Regions from separate parts of the Ovis aries genome. Here region 1 is linked to region 2. Evidence: chromatin contacts called from public Hi-C data. All regions are on one chromosome and are shown on one strand. The core of a region is the stretch at or near the end of the contact, and the rest is flanking DNA. Distances in the headings are between cores, read along the strand shown.

The links. Hi-C and Micro-C count contacts between places; a contact is called where the count stands out from the background.
Region 1: a Hi-C map of liver shows a contact between it and region 2, with 2.5 times the contacts expected there. The contact joins the promoter of SRCAP here to the promoter of SEPHS2 in region 2. A contact is called at or near these places in 6 of 16 Hi-C or Micro-C datasets (blood, hypothalamus, liver and 2 more).

What each region holds. Positions count from the first base shown.
Region 1 is chr24:27,343,893-27,349,195 of ARS-UI_Ramb_v3.0, forward strand. SRCAP (Snf2 related CREBBP activator protein) reads left to right here and starts at 3,108. Exons shown (of 33, transcript XM_060405841.1): 1 at 3,108-3,412; 2 at 4,846-4,919. It also overlaps LOC105604737.
Region 2 is chr24:27,131,227-27,136,800 of ARS-UI_Ramb_v3.0, forward strand. It overlaps SEPHS2 (selenophosphate synthetase 2), which reads right to left and starts at 1,475. Exons shown (of 1, transcript XM_004020905.5): 1 at 1-1,475. The coding sequence starts at 1,316. TRNAR-UCG (transfer RNA arginine (anticodon UCG)) reads left to right here and starts at 3,728; the gene lies at 3,728-3,800.

The DNA of each region.
Region 1 (5,303 bases), core at 1,858-4,357, 210 kb after region 2:
TATATTTTTCAAGATGTATTTAGTTTTGGCTGTGCTGGGTCTTCGTTGCTGCGTGAGAGCTCTCTCCAGTTTCAGCGAGGGGGCTACTCTCTAGTGGCGGTGCTCAGGCTTCTCATTGTGTGGCTTCTCTTGTTACTTTGGGCTTCAGTAGCTGTGGTTCATGGGCTCTGGAGCACTGGCTCAGTAGTTGCGGTGCATTAGTTGCAAGTATACAATTTTTACACGGACATTTTAGTGAAGGTTTACATCTGTATTCACCCATGGATGTGACCTTATCTAGATCGAGATATAAAACAGGAGTCAGCAAACATTTTTGGTAAGGTGTCAGACAGAAAATAGTTTAGGCTTTGTAGGCCTATGGTCTCTGGTGCAACTACTCAGCTCCACTATTACAGGAAGGCAGCCCTAGTTGCTATGTAATGAATGGGCATGGTCTGATTCCCATAAATCTTTAGTTACAGACACTGAAATTTGAATTACATGTAATTTTAACATATTACAAAATATTTTCCTTCTTTTTTCTTCAACCATTTGAAAATATAAAAGCCTTTCCTAGGACTTCCCTGGTGGTCCGGTGGTTAAAAATCCATCTGCCAATGCAGGGGACATGGGTTCAATCCCTGGTCCAGAAAGATCCCATAAGCTGTGGAGCAACTAAGCCTATGCACCACAACTACTGAGCCTGTGCCCTAGAGCCTGGGAGCCACAACTACTGAGCAACTACTGAAGCCTGAGAACCTAGAGCCCGTGCTCTACAACCAGAGAAGCCTCCACAATAAGAAGCCCACAAAGTGCAATGAAAGGTAGTCCCTGCTCGCCACAACTAGAGAAAGCCTTCACAGCAATGGAGACCCAGTGCAGCCAAAAATAAAAATATTTAAGAAAACACTTAGCTTGTCAGCTGTACAAAAAACAGGTAGTGTGCAGGACCTGCTCTTTGGGCCATAGTTTACCAACCTCTGATACATTTCTAGTATCCCCTTTGTGCATCTTTCCAGTTAAAACCCTTCTCTCCTACTGGTTATTGTTCTGATTTTTGTTAATTTTTGTTGCTCTTAAACCTTATATAATCTGAATCACATGTATTTATTCTTCAACTCCACATGTCTGTCCTATGGGAATGTTAAGCCATTATACATAATTTTCATGTAAGAGGACTAAGATGCCATTTGGGGATTTCAAGTGTGAGAGCATCATGATCTGATATATATGAAAAGGTCACTCTGGTGGCTGTGCGGAGAACAGAGTAATGGAAAACAGGAGTGGAACTGGGAGGCCCGGGAGTAATCTAAGCCACGGGATGATGGTGGCTGGACCACAGTTACAGCCATGGAAATGGAAGACAAATTTTAGACTTGAGCTCACATAACCAATATTAGTTATTTATTTTTAAAATAAGGTGTGATAATACTATCAAATTTCCTGAATAATCTTTCTGAGACTGGCATTGAGAATTGTCATGTATACACCGTGGCCCTACCTTCAAGGAGTTGACAACAGTTTTGGGGGTGGGGTGCACAGACTGCAAATCCAGATACAATTCAATCAGTGTTTTAAGAAGCCCAGGAGGCTGTGGGAACCAGAAGGGGTATTAAACCAGCCTGATGGTGGTCAAGAGAGATCACCTGAGGGTTGTGGCCTTTGAGCTAAATTCTGAAGGAAAAGTCTTGAAAAAGGATTAAAAAAAATTATATGGCAAGGGTAAGAAATCTGAGACTCTTGGAAGCTCAATGCAGTTCTATGATGGTGTCTCAGAGAATATGTAATCCTGGCTTAGAAAAAACACTTTGAACTGGGTCTAAATAGATGGGCATTTATCTACATTTTCAATCAATCCATCCTGTATGCTTCTGTGTGCCCTGAGGCTCCAGCAAAGAACAGAGGTAGCAAACTGACAGCCTGAATCTGATGTATTTTGGCCTACATTCCTGTAGGGCGACCACAGGAACAGTGGTTTGAACAGAGGTTATTACTTTTGGACAGAGCACATGGTCTCCTGTTCCTGGTATTCCTTATTTGCTCTCTTTGCTTTTACATTACCTTCTTGGCCCTTCTAGGTTTTTGTTTTCAACTCATGGTCTTTACTGTAAGAAAAACAGTACTTTAAATCACTTACACAGAGAGAATCATCAACTCTTCGAGTAGAATGGGGAAGACCTAAACTGAGTGAATGAAGAGAAGTTGAATGAGAGCTTTACCCTGGATTTCTAACCTGGCTTCTAGGGTAGGCTTTAGGTGGTAAATTTTGAGTGTTTGTATCCTTGTGACTTAGGCTGGTTGGCTATGAATTGGGTGAAGATATCAGATTCTCAAAGGGGGTACTCAACCTAGAAAGCTGGCAAACAGCATAAATGCTTAGGAATTATTGGGAATACTATCATAAAGAAGGCTGAGCGCCGAAGAATTGATGCTTTTGAATTGTGATGCCGGAGAAGACTCTTGAGAGTCCCTAGGACTGCAAGGATATCAAACCAGTCAATCCTAAAGGAAATCAATGCTGAATATTCATTAGAAGCACTGATGCTGAAGCTCCAATACTTTGGCCGCCTGATGGCAAGAGCCAACTCATTAGAAAAGACCCTGATGCTGGGAAAGATTGAGGGACGGGGGATAAGGGGGAAGACAGAGGATGAGATGGTTGGATAGCATCACTGACTCAATGAACGTAAGTCTGAGCAAACTCTGGGAAATAGCGAAAGGCGAGGAAACCGGGCGTCCTGCAGTCCATGGGGTTGTATCGAGTCGGTGACAACTTAAGAGACTAAATAACCCTTGTGTGAAATGAAGCAGGTCTACATAAGTGGACTGCCATATGAATCCAGAAGCCCATGCTCCTCCACTGCTAACTAGCTAAAAGTACCTGAGAAATTGCTTTGCACTCCGGGTGATCTATTAAAGTGAGGCGGACTCATCCGAGTTGGCAGCCGCAATGCAGCTCCAGCAGCAGGTTCCGTAGTGGATAAAAACGCTTCGTCGCGGGCAAGCGCTTTCTCCGCGCGGACTACATCTCCCAGCCGGCCTTGCGCTTCGGGCAGCGCCCTACGCTAGCACGCGAGCTTCCTCGCTCCCCCAACCTCCAGTTACTGTTTCTCGCGAGAGGACGGGCCGCGCCGGCGGTAGCGATAGTGAGCTGTGGTGGTGGCGGTGGTGTTGGTGGTGGCGGCCGAGACGGCGGCGGCCATTTTGGTGAGGCCTCGGAAGCGGCGGCGGCGGTTCGCTGCGAGTAGCGTCTTCCACTTTTCCCACCGCCCGCCCGCATCACTGTGCCGCGAGAGGAAGCAGTGGAAGCAAGGCGGTGGTAGTAGCCGCGGGCCCCAGGGGAATTTAAAGGCCGCGAAGGCGGCGGCCAAGAGGGGGCCCTCCCCCCTCCTCGGCGGGAGGGGGGGTGGTGCGCACGCCCCCGAGGACGCAGGTAAGGAGAGGGAGACAAGATGGCGGACGCCTCACAGTTCCCCCTCCCCTGACGGGTGATTGCGCGCGCATCTTTCCGCCACCGCCTCCCCTCCCACCTTCCCGGGATGCTGCGCGCGCACCTTCGGCCGGGGCCCCGGGGCCGGTGCGCGAGGCTGTCGGCGCGCGCCCATAGAGACAGGCTCAGGGGGGCCAGGCTGGCCGGCGCTGAGCCCGGGCGCGTCTCCTCTCCCCTCCCGCCGGTCTGCGCACGCGTACCTGAGCGAGCGAGCGAGCCCTGAGAGGACGGACCCAGGTGCGCTCCTGCCCGCCCACCAACCCCAGCCCCCTCTCAGGGGCGCGCGGGAAGAGGAAGGGGGGCGTGGGGCGAGTAGTCGGGGCGCGCGCCCACCATATCCAGTCAGGAGCTAGGACCTGGCGGCACTAGCCCTCCTTTATCTCAGCCTTTCGCGGTCTGGTGGTGGTGGGGGGTTGCTCCCTGACCGGCAGGGATGAAAGACTGCCTAGCTTTGCGACCCTTGTGTGCGTGGGTTTGGGTTCTGGCGGGAGCCCCCGGGCGGTGCGCGCAGCCGGCTCTCTCCGCCTCCAGGCGCGCACGCGCGGGCCCCTCCCCCAGTGGCTCACGTTGGGTGGGGTGGGAGTCTAGGAGGGGGCGGGGCCATCTTAGGGCTAGTGGCAAGTTGGGGCAGAGGTCAGGGGTCACGCCGGGTCAGGCTGTTGGGACACGCTGGGAGACGGTAATGAAGCCGGGGGTCGGGAGTTCATACTTCTTGATTCTGGTTGTTAGCGCGATTCCAGTGACTTGTGGAACAGGGAGTGAATCAAAGGCTGCGCCGTGGTTAAGGAATTTCCTTAAACACTGGGGAAACACTTCCGGGACTTTTGTGGGTTTACCCTGCCTATTTCCGGAGTATGGTTCTTTGCTTTCAGGCTTTCCTTACCTCTGAGTGCTACTCTAAGGTAGCTCTAGTTCTGGTGTTTGAGGAAGTGTCTTATGGGGCAGGTGTAGGAGTCGAAGGGCTCCCCTGAGGAAGGGTGGATTCTCCTGTGTTCAGTCCTCACTGGAAAGGAGAGCAGGCTGCCAGACAGCCAGCATCTTTTGAGCTTCTGGATGTGACAGCTTTTTTGGCTTTGTTAATTTCAGCGGTTGGAGCCTTTTACCCTTCAGCTTTTTAAACTTGTTGTCGAGGCTTCACTTGCCAGCTTCTCTTCCCCAGCCAGAATCTAATATTCCTAAGAAATTCTGTTTTCACAGCACATGGTTTGTTTTCAATTTTTGGAAATGTGATCTTTTTCTACTACTGTTAATTCTCTTCAGCCTTTGAACTGACTTGGGTTTATCAAAAAAACTTCAAAAGTTGGTGTAAAGAAGGCTTTGATGGGTGTTGGTAGATGTGAATTAGTTCCTCACTGCTGTTTTCCTCCCTGTTTCAGGCCTGATTCCCCTCAGTACGGCGGCACCGTGGAAGTGCAGACTTTCACAGGGGGTGTGGTCTCAGCTCACACAGGTGAGGGCTCAAATACCACTTCCATATACTGATGCTAATGGAGAGATGTTTAAGATAATGATTGTGGTGCAACACAGTACTGAGTCTATGGATAGAGATCTGAATCACAGCCTGCCTCCACCAGGGAGAGTAGCACATTCTTGGGTTTTGACATCAGACTGTCTTAGTCTGTTCTCCTCCTCCTACTTCTTTACTGTGTGACCTTGTGCAAGTCATTTGCTCTGTTTGCATTATGACTTCCTAACTTAGAAATGCTAGAATGTAAGCTTCATTTAAGTCAGCCATCTTTTCTGCATAGCTCTTTTTTTCAGCATGTAGAAGGAACTAAATAAACATTTATCATGTCTTGAAAAGTATCTGGTTTATAAGGAAGATGTGAGAATT
Region 2 (5,574 bases), core at 225-2,724:
GGAGCAAGAGTAGCAGTGGCCCCACGAGGTAGGACCTCAATAACGCGAGGCTTGTCAATGATCCGGGCTGTCCGGTTTCCTTTTTCCACAATACCGACGATCCAGGCTTGATGACCCTCTCCATACTTTGAAGATTTGATTTCTGAACAAAAGCGAGCTGCTTGTTCTCTTGGCAGACAAATCAGTAGCCCCCCAGAAGTTTCTGCTGAGGTTCCTTGCAGGAGACCGAAGCGCCCGCTGGCCTTGCTGATGGCAGCCATCTTGGCAATGATGGGCAGATTATGAATGACAAACGAGACCTCATTTCTTTGTTGTTTTGCAAGGTTCTGAGAGTGACCCAGAATGCCAAAGCCGGTGATATCTGTGGCTGCGTGGGCATTAAACGTGTGCATCAGCCCGGCAGCAATTCTATTGAGGGTAGCCATGTTGAACATGGCTTCCTGATAACCCAGCTCTACCTCTTCTCTGGAGACCACCATCTTTATCTTATTCCATCGTTCAGGATTATCCAGCCATTGGTGGGCATTGACGGCAACCTGGGTTCCTAAGGGTTTAGTTAACACGAGCACATCCCCAACAACGGCGCTGTCAGGCAAGATGAATTCATTTGGTTGACATACTACAGTGGCAACTCCACCTATGATAATCCAAGGATTTACCACCGTTTGCCCACCAGTCACTGCAGTCCCTCCTTCCTCGGCAGCATCCCGAAAGCCTTTGATCATGAGTGGTGTTATCTTTTCTCGCTCCTCCTCAGGCATACTCTGGCTGACGCTGAGTAGCATCAACATGTTATCACACTCAGTAATGCCCATCGCGTAGAGGTCACTCAGCACGTTGGCACATGCGATGCGCCCCATCATATAGGGATCTTCCACCAGGGGGTAAAAGAAGTCGGTGGTCTGCACCAAGGACAGGCCCCCGTGTCTCAGGGGTATGACGCAGGAGTCCATCCCAATGCCCAGGCTGGGGAAGGGAGGGCTGGGTTCCGCCCTCACCGGCAGACCGGCTTCCTGGGCCGTCTCTTCAAGGCCTCCGACCAGGCCCCGGCCCGGCGCGGGCAGCACCTCCGGTCGCGTCAGTCCCGCCAGGAGTTTGAGCAGCGTCTCCTGGGGGACCTTACAGCCTCAGCCCTTCATGCCAGAGAAGCCGGTGAGCCGCCAGCTCGGGCTGAGACCCAACGCCTGGGGCTCGAAGGGCCGGTAGCTCGAGAAGCCCCGGCCTAGAGGCAAGCCCACCGGGCCCGAGGAGCCTTCCCCCGCCGCCACTGCCGCCATAGCCTCTCCGCCGGCGCCAGTCGCCGCGACTTCCGCCATTACGCCTGCCCGGCAGGGAGGGAGAAAAGAGGATGGAGGAGGAGAGGGCCCTTTTATTTTCCACTCCAGTTAGTAAGGCGTAACGACATTACCGCAGACTCTCTCTGGCACGACTCGCGGAGCACAACCGCCGCCACACCACGCGCTCCAGGATGTCCCGAGGAAAGGGACGCCGGCCTCTCCGTATTTATCTTGCTGGTGATTGACAGCCGTACCAGCCAATGATGGCTTCGCCGCTAAGGGGCGGGTTTCCTTTGGTCTAAAAGATATACTACAAATCAACCACCAGCTTGCGAAATTGGTCTCGGCAAGATTACTGAGCAAATGCTTTGGTTCATTTTCCTTGATGTAATTTAAATGATCTCTTAGGAGTGGCTGGCGGAACTCTGATTCCCTAGAGAGAGTTTACCAAGTCCAGCATTTTCAAAGACGAGGGCAGATCGGTCACTTGGTCAACCTCAAGCCGGTCAGATTAGTCCAAGGGTCACTTGGTAGCGCACATGATCTATCCAGGGTAGAAAAATAGCCCAGGAGAAAAATCGGAACGAATATTGAGAAATTAGATATTAAGTTACTACCATTATGTAAGCAAACTGCAGCATCAACATAATGAAATGTTAACGAGGACTTGGTCGGACATGACTGAGCGACTAAAAACAGCGACTGAACAACAACTTTAAAGTGTTTTAGGACTCTTAAGTCCAGACTCCTGCGAGGGTTTTGGTGCTATTTCCACCACTAAACCTATGCCAGTCACTTCCTCTCTCTTGGGATCAATGGCTCATCTGAACAGTAAAGTAGCTTTACCTAGGGTTCTTCTAGTCTAAATTTTTTATATCCCTTTAAGTTAATATATACGAGAGTGTGTGGTGTATTCATGAAGGAAAGCTTGTCAATATCTGTTAAAATGATAGCTGCACTAAATACCTTTGACCCAGTAGTTCCATTCTAGAACTTTATCTTTTAGATATACTCACCTATGTGAGTGGGAAATGATATTTATTGCTGTGCTATAAGCATACCTGAACAACTTAAATGTTCATCAGTTATGATTAAAATAAATTGATACATATATATAATGGACTATAAGACAGCCATAAAAAAGAATGAGAAAGCATTGATATGATTATGCTGACAATAGTTACAGTTCTAATAGGCAGGATTCTAAATGCTCTACATATATTAACTAATTTAATTCTCATAAAGACATTATAAGTTAGGATTTGTTCCACATTTTACAGATAAGTAATATAAGACACAGAGAGATTAAATGGCCTAATCAAAATCACCATGAGTTTAGCTTGAAGCTGAATATGAATCCATGCAATCTGCTCCAGAGACCACCAAATTATATTGCCTATAATGTTTGTTAAGAGAAACAAACAAGCTTCAGAGAAGTATGTATAGAATACTACAAGTTGTTGTAAAAGGGGGAAATATATGCAAAAACGTATTTCTGGAGCGGTGATCACCAGAAACTGGTAATTTTGATTATCTGTGGGGAGACAATAAGATGATTAGGCGACAGAGATTCTTTTCATTGTGTTGTCTTTTTGATCTTTTTGAGTTGGAACTTAAAATTTAACATTTGAATGTAATACTTAAAACAAAAGTTAATGCCAAGGGAGTATAAATTGATGCAAACATTTTGAAAAAGAGCCTGACCTTAACTGATAAAGTCGGACATATGCAAACCCATGTGATTCCACCCAAGGACATGCCCTAGAGAAAAATCCTGCCCTTGTGCCTCAGATAATATATACAAGAATGGCTGTAAGAGGTCTGGAGAGGATTGTACAACAGTGTGAATGTACTTAACACTACTGAACGTAAAAGGTTTAAAAAAGTAGATAAGATGGTAAATTTTATGTTGTGTGCATGTGTGGTGTTTTTGGTTTTTTTTTTTTTTTTTTTTTTTTTGCTGAGCTGAGAGGCATGTGGTATCTTAGTTTCCTGACCAGGGATCGATCTGTGCCCCCTACAATGGAAGCACAGTGTCCTAACCACTGGATCGCCAAGAAATCCCCTGTTATGTGTGTTTTTCCACAGTCACAAATATAAAAAAATATAGTAGATACTTATAGACTTTATAGTCCACCATTACATTTGTTTTTTATTACTGCATAAGTGAAGTGAAGTTGCTCAATTGTGTCCGACACTTTACGACCCCGTGGACTATAGCCTACCAGGCTCCTCCATCCATGGGATTCTCCAGGCAAGAATACTGGAGTGGGTTGCCACTTCCTTCTCCAGGGGATCATCCCGACCCAGGGATCGAAACTGGGTCTCCCGCATTGCAGGCATACTACAGTATTAAGTCCTGGAGTGAACTGGAAGGAACCAGAATGTTAGATTTAGAATAAGCTGTCACCATGACTCTCCTAAAAGGCTTAGCTAATTTGCTAATGTGTGGCTGTGTGGCCTAATGGATAAGGCATCTGACTTCGGATCAGAAGATTGCAGGTTCGAGTCCTGCCACAGTCGAAAGGGGATGGATTGCTTTTTGAGAGCTTCCCGGGTGGCTCAAGTGGTAAAGAATCCACCTGCAATGCAGGAGCCACAGGAAATGCACGTTCGATCCCTGGGTGACCCCTTGGAGGAGGAAAGGGTAACCTACCCCAGTATTCTTGTCTGGAGAATCCCATGGTCAGAGGAGCCTGGCAGGCTACAGTCCATAGGGTCACAAAGAATAAGACACGACTGAAGCATATCAAATAGAGATGTTAAGAGAATTGAATTTTTAAAATGTGTGTAAAGTTCCTGGCTGATGGTAAACTCAAAATAAATGATAGAACTTTTATCATATAGTACTGATATTGTGGTTGTAGGGACTGAAATTTAAATTCACAAATCTTGTAACATCGTCCAGAGTTTTTTATAAAAATAAATGTATCCATCTTTCAAAGGAAAAAGAACTGTAACAGAAAATGATCCAAGTTCTCATTAACCTAAGAGTGCACAAACAAGCTGTGGTGTCACCACACAATGGAATATTATTTATCTTTAAAAATGAGGTGTAGGCATCATCAATATGAATAATCTCAAAAACAAAACATTGAAAAGAAGCAAGTTATAGAAGAAAACATAAACTAGGATACCATTTATAAACAAGCAATAACATTTTATTAGTAGCAAATATTAATATTTTATTAGTAAAAAGCAATAATATTGTTGAGATGCATACTTGATAAAGACTCTTAAAAGGTAAAAGAATGAATGATTAACAAAGGAGTTGTTAAAAGATTACCATAGGAATTACTTTTGGGGAAGGATATGTAAAAGAACTTTTGGGCTATGTTAAATTCTGTTCCTTGGACTGAGAAGTAGTTACATAGGTTTTCTTTAAACCATGCACACATATTTCCCCATGCTTTTTGTAAATAAACTATATATTTCAACATTTTCAAAAGAAGAAAATAGGCTATATTTCAGAATTTTAAAAAATGAGATACTGAAGAAGCAATACATGTGAAAGCAAAGGACCTCTGGGTTTTATCTGATCTCTGTGTTTGCCCTCAGTGAGTTGTCTGGCCTTAAGGAAGTTACATAACCTCTCTACACCTTAATTTCTGTTAAATGTGCATCATCATCTCTGCTTCAGACCACATGAACATCTCAACTATGAAAAGTTCTCTGCAAAATGTTCAGCGTATTGTTCATGTGAAGAATTCTCTTATCAGTGAGTGAAACGCAAACACAGTCTATGATGTCTGTAACAACTTCATCTGGGTTAAAAAGTGACTAGATTAGGTGGCCCTGGTTATATTTTCTCTTAGTCCTCTGGACTTTTCCTTCTCAGTATTTGGTGTAATTTGTACTTCTTCATTCATGTCGTTACACCATGACTATCTGTTCCACTGACCTGTAAGCTCCAGAGAGCAGGGGCTGCTCAGTTTCATCCACCCTAGCATTTAAATAGCCAAAACATTCCTTGAATGAATACTTTATTTTATACAATACAGTTTGCTGAGCACACGAGTCATGTGATGTGTTCATGCATGCTAAGTTGCTTCAGTCATGTCCGATTCTTTGCGATCCCGTGGACTGGACTATAGCCCACCAGGCTCCTATGTCCATGGGATTCTCCAGGCAAGAATACTGGAGTGGGTTACCATTTCCTCCTCCAGGGGATCTTCCTGACTCAGGGATCAAACCTGCAGTTCCTGCATTGCAGGCAGATTCTTTACTGCTTGAGTCACCAGGGAAGTCCCCTGAGTCTCATGATAGTGCTGAGCATTTTCATTTATTTATCTCCTCA